Regions from separate parts of the Oryctolagus cuniculus genome. Here region 2 is linked to region 1. The links are chromatin contacts, called in public Hi-C maps. All regions are on one chromosome and are shown on one strand. Each heading gives the region's core, a stretch centred on a gene start, on an enhancer-like site or on the middle of the called end of the contact. The rest is flanking DNA. Distances are from core to core; before and after follow the strand shown. Region 1 has its middle 270 kb from the start of SGK1. Region 2 holds the start of SGK1 (serum/glucocorticoid regulated kinase 1).

The links. A called contact is a pair of places that touch in the nucleus more often than the background predicts.
Region 2: a contact with region 1 is called in a Hi-C map of psoas muscle, with 6 times the contacts expected there. The contact joins the promoter of SGK1 here to the enhancer-like site in region 1. A contact is called at or near these places in 2 of 6 Hi-C or Micro-C datasets (embryonic fibroblasts and psoas muscle).

What each region holds. Positions count from the first base shown.
Region 1 is chr5:34,424,323-34,427,273 of mOryCun1.1, forward strand. No RefSeq gene overlaps it. Among named protein-coding and RNA genes, the nearest start is that of SGK1, 270 kb to the right of the region's middle. Within about 2 kb of position 1,344, at least 2 of the 8 cell types and tissues checked have an H3K27ac peak or open chromatin away from gene starts, as enhancers often do.
Region 2 is chr5:34,692,362-34,695,109 of mOryCun1.1, forward strand. It overlaps SGK1 (serum/glucocorticoid regulated kinase 1), which reads left to right and starts at 1,319. Exons shown (of 12, transcript NM_001082056.1): 1 at 1,319-1,438; 2 at 1,566-1,641; 3 at 2,019-2,094; 4 at 2,469-2,573; 5 at 2,686-2,748. The coding sequence starts at 1,363.

The DNA.
Region 1 (2,951 bases), core at 94-2,593:
TAACAGGCAATCCTAACATTAACAGGCTTAGTTCCAAAAAGCACCTTCTGGTCCGAAAGATAAGACTTTCTTTTCGCCAAATCACATTTTCTCAAATATTTTTCAAAGCTGAGGTATAAACCTTTTAATAGAATTATGCAAATTTTGCCCCAACTCCAAATGTTTTAGCAACTACACACAACTTTAAAAAGTCACATAGTTGCCATGTCTATGTTGGAAAAAGAAAGTTAGGGATCGCAGGCAACGATGGGGATCGTGATGATCCGAAGTGGGATTTTATCTGTCTTGGAGTCTATTTTGCACAAACGCAAAGCAGCCTCTGCTTCTGAAAGGTCAGTCTTAACTCTCTGGGATGAAAATGCTGACCGATCCTGGGGGGATTATGTGCTTGGCAGAGTAGAAGGCCAGCTCAGTTGCATCTCACTCCTGATTTGAACTGGCTGATGGAATGAAAACATCTGAGGCACAAATCCAGGGCGATGGACAACGAGCCGAGAAACTTCTAGAATTCCTGAAACTGAGATGCAAAAATGCATTTGCAGGAAGGCCATGGCTCTGTGTGAAATAATCTCCTCTGTCCCAATTTTTCTTTTAAATAGTAGGAGACACCTTCTATTTGGAAAAGACTACCACAAGCAGTGTCTTCCGGTCTAACGTAGGCTTAGCACTGCAGACTGGGAGAGACACTGGTTTAACAGAAGATGAGCATATTCCCAAATGAAAATGTTTCAGGCAAACGAGTATCCTGAAAAGGTATATGAACTGCTCTGATTGTGTTACTCTTGGCCCCTTCTGCAGTGGGGTAAACTCAGACCTAGAAGTTCCGTCTTGTAATTCAAGTAACTCTTTACAATGAAGCGGCTGAAGAGAACTATTTTTTTTTTTTGGACTCAAATTTTGTTGTAGCATCAAAAACCCTAGAACACACCTCCAAAGACAGCTAAGTGAGGCTCAGCTGTCTTCTGAGGGCTGGCCCTTCCCTCGGCTGTTCCCTCTTCCATGTGAACAGCTACTTCTCCCATAAAAGAGTGTGTAAGGGTGGCTTGTTTGGGAAAGCAAGCTCAGGACAAAGGAGGAGTACAAAAGGAGAAGGGCAGTGAATGGGAACCTCAGCCAAGTTGTTATTTTTACCCCAATTAAGCTTTCTGAGAGCCACTGGCTGAGATGTTGTTTATTGCTTCCATGCCATATCTTCATAATGAATGTCAGCTGAAACTCCAACTCTAAATCAAAAATTCACTTAGACATTTCAAAGCACAATGATAAAAACCCCAAACCCCAGCCTGTCCTCTCTCCTAGCATCATGCCTATCTGCCTTGGCACCATCTGGGTTGGATGCCCTCAGAAGCAGCAACTGGTCTGCAGCTGGGAGGTGTACAGCTTGCCCTGAGGTTGTTTGCTATCATCCACCTATGCTATGTGCCCACTCAGCTGGCATTCCTGCCAAGAAGCTGAAGTCAGGAACACTGGCCATCTGAAATATGTGATCTGGATTTCAAAATCAAGTTCCCATGCCTCTGGCATAGGTCAGTATTCCCAGAAATGGTGGGCTTTGCTGTTACTCTCTCAGTGGCTGTGTAACTCCTTTTGCAAGTTGCATGATTTTGATCTGGCTTTAAAGCCAACATCCTCAGGTCATCAGAAGTTGAGTTCCTTCCTTGATTTATTTGTCCTTATTCGTGCTCAGATATGATTAGAAGTCATTTTCACACAACTTCTCTAAAGTTTGTGTCATGTTTGCTTCTAGGATTTCATCTGACAGCACTGTTTGGTGGAATAACATTAATATTACAAAAATGGAATCAGCTTAGCATGGAGTGCCTGGTGTTCTTTTATTAAAAATTGCTGAGTGCTGTAATTGTAGGTAATCCTTGTGAAGTTTAACCTAACATGTATTTTCCCCAGGGAACTATTTTATTTAAGCAGAAAGAGAAATATAAAGTGCTAAATCCAACCCAAAACATACTTGCCAAATTCATTCTAATCTAAAGAGAAGTATGGTCTCCATGAAAAAAATGTGGCTCTCAACTTTGAGAGAAATGATGTTAGATTCTAAAAGGAATGGGTATAGCTGCTGTTGGTGGTGGTTCTGTTTTTGTTTTTGCTTGTTCATTTCCCCCCAGATAATGGGGACTTCAGAGGCACAGTTATGCTGTATTTTCTTTTTCAAAATTTTTTTTGCAACAGAATTCAGATGAAGTCATATTATAATTCTATATTAGAATTAGACAGCAAAGAAAAGGATAGCATTTTGGCTGGAACCCATGGGTATTAGTTTACATCCTGTAAGCCAACTGAATATGCATGCAGCCTGGGTGAACTCCAAAGAATGGCCTTATTGCTCTATCTGGTTCAGACTGGTTTGGTTGCCTAAATTAGAAATGTTAAAAAGGAATAGAAGACAGATCTCTCAATTGGATGTTTTTCATGAGCATCATTGCAGATAGCAGAATTGTGAAAGAAGTCAGGAATGACAGGGAGATAGCATTGTGCCACAGATTAAACAGGAGATCATTTCTAACTATGTGAGCAGATGTTTACCATCATGGAAAGGTGGCCATAAATGGGTGTGATTAGGTGGATTGCTTTCTGGGATTTGCAGTTTCCATGATCTTAAAATCCTGCATAATGGATTTAGGGTAAAATATTTTCCATTATTTCCATTTTCATCTTCTAAAATGCTATTTAATTATGAGAAATATTAACATTTTGCTTGTTCTTTATTTTCTGCTTCCCTTGCTATAATGGAAATGCCGGGGAATCTTGGTTTGCTTTATTTCTTTTTCTAGTCCTAGACTTGGACCAATGCAACTCACATGGTTGTCAGATAAATATGTATTGAATTAGTCATGATTAATCCTTCTATTTGTGTCCAGTGAAGCTGGTCAATAATATGCCAATATCTTCTGAAATCACATTGTTCCTTATTTGTTGAACACTAAAGCAAAATC
Region 2 (2,748 bases), core at 69-2,568, 270 kb after region 1:
GCCAGGTCCGCGCCGCCGCCGCCGCCGCCCTCACCGGCCTCCTCACGTGTTCTCGGCGTGGCGCGGATTAAAATGCAAGGGGGAAAAAAAGTGCACGCAAAACGGACAGAATGTTCTCTAGAAATTACAAAAGGGGTGGGGGGGGGCTGCAGATTGCACTTTGTCTTCAATGCAGAGCCGAATTTTGCTTCCGCCCCCTCCCCTACACATTCCTGACTCCCCTCCCCCCCCTTTTCCCTCCTTCTTTCCTTCCTTCCTCCTCTTCCAAGTTCTGGGATTTTTTTTTTTCCAGCCTTGCTTGGTTTTGGCCAAAAGCACAAAAAAGGCGTTTTCGGAAGCGGCTCGGCCGTGCACAAGGGCCATTTGTTTGTTTTGGGACCCGGGCAGGAAATCTTGCCCGGCCTGAGTCACGGCGGCTCCTTCAAGGAAACGTCAGTGCTCTCCGGTCGCTCTCGCCCGCCGCCCGCTGCCCATGGGGGAGATGCAGGGAGCGCTCGCCAGGGCCCGGCTCGAGTCCTTGCTCCGGCCCCGCCACAAAAAGAGGGCCGAGGCGCAGAAAAGGAGCGAGTCTTTCCTGCTGAGCGGACTGGGTAAGCGCGCCTCGGCCCCCGCGGGGACTTGGCTCCTCCGGTGCGCGCGGGCGCATGGCTCCGGCCCGGTTCTCGGGCTCGGGAGAAGGGGTGGGGGGTGGACGGAGAGCGGCGTGACCGGGCGGCGGGAGCGGGGAGGACCGGCCCGGGAGCTCCGGCCCCGCGCTGACCCTGCAGATGAGGGCGCGCTGAGACGCCTGCGCCTGAGAGAACTCCCGGGCGGTCGCACGCTCCGCCCGGCCTCGGCGGGGAGGAAACCGGGGGGCGCCGGGGCGGGGGTCCCGGGCTATCTATCGCCGAGAGAGTGCAACTGCGGGGGAGGGTGTGGGCTCGCGCAGGGCCGCCGGCCCGCCGGGCTGCGTCCGGAAGGCAGCTCGGCGCTGCTACCCTGACTTCCTCGCCGAACGGAATAAATGAGAAAAATGGAAAATTACTCCGCATCCTTTCCCGCCACCTCCGCCCGCGCCCCGGGGCGCCGAACACTGGCGAAACTGCCCTCCCCGGGCGGCTCCCGAGTCCCCCACCTCCGCCCGCGGCTCGCCCTCAGGCTGGGGACAGAACCGCCCGCCGCGGGCTGCCGTCCCGCCGGGACGCGGCGCGGCGGCCGGGGGCGGGGCCTGCGCTGGGGGGCGGGGCCGCGCCGCTCCTTTGTCGCCGGTCGGGCCCCTCCCCTGCCGGCGCAGCCTTTATAAAGCCGGGCGCGCGGCCCGAGCGCAGAGTTGGCTGAGCCGGTCTCTCATTCCCAACGACTCGCTGTGGTCTCACCGTGGCGATGACCGTGAAAACCGAGGCTGCTAGGGGCCCCCTCACTTACTCCAGGATGAGGGGCATGGTGGCCATCCTCATCGGTGAGTGCAGGAGTCAGGCCGCCGCGCGGTGCGAGTTTTCGGAAGGTCGCGGATCACGGAGTGTGTGTGGCGGCGGACGTTACGAAGCCATCTGAGCATTCGTTTATTTCTCCTCTTTCATTCACAGCGTTCATGAAGCAGAGGAGGATGGGCCTGAACGACTTTATTCAGAAGATCGCTAATAATTCCTATGCGTGCAAGCAGTAAGTTCGGGTGGGATTGCGGGAATTAAAGTCAGTAGCGCCGGCAGGGTAGCAGAGTCGTCTCCCCTCGCTGGGTTACGTCGGGGTGGAGATCTCATTTCTCCTCAAATCCTGGTTTACTTGAGACGTTTTTAACACGGAGACGGGCTTGCCTCCTTGTCGCCCGCCCTCCGCGTGAAAAACCACCTCAATTTCTGTACACAGCTGGGCTCACTGTTGGCTTCAAAGGGCCCAGTAGATGATTTTGGGTGTTTGCAGTTGAAGTCCTGGATTCTCCGGGGAAACTTCGAGCCAGAAACTCAACTGGTGGTGTTGCTGTGCCCCCTAGTGGGGCGCGAGGAGGCTCCAACGTGTGTGTGTTTTTTTTTCCTCTGCAGCACTGAAGTTCAGTCCATTTTGAAAATCTCCCAACCTCAGGAGCCCGAGCTTATGAACGCCAACCCTTCGCCTCCGGTGAGTATCGTTCCGTTTGTGAAGCATCTATGGGGGAGAATTGTTAAGTGAGTCACCTAGTATCCCTACATTGATGGATTAAAATAGCATTTCTGGAAATTAGTATGAAGGCAGGAATGTCTCATTAGTTAAGGACATAACAGGTGACATAACTAGTTAAGTATTGAGTCAGTGGAGTATTGTCTGAAGGCATATTTCATAAAAGTTTTATCCGTTTAATCTCCATACTCACTTGAAATAATGACATGGTGTGGTTGAAAAATAGTTTTGAGTGCGTTGATAGACGTATGGGACTTGCATCCAGCTTTTATGCTTTATTGTGGACGTCTGCCTTTGAAAGCGGTGACACTAAAGGAGAATGTTTTATTTTTCAGCCAAGTCCATCTCAACAAATCAACCTTGGCCCATCATCAAACCCTCATGCTAAACCATCAGACTTTCACTTCCTAAAAGTGATTGGAAAGGGCAGTTTTGGAAAGGTAATTTCAGATCCGGAGACCTTTGTATATACTCTCGTATGTGTTCATTTTACACTCTCCCTGGATGAGGACCCAAAAAGGATGATTTTTTTTTTTCTTATTGCAATTTCAGGTTCTACTAGCGAGACACAAAGCAGAGGAAGCCTTCTATGCAGTCAAGGTGTTGCAGAAAAAA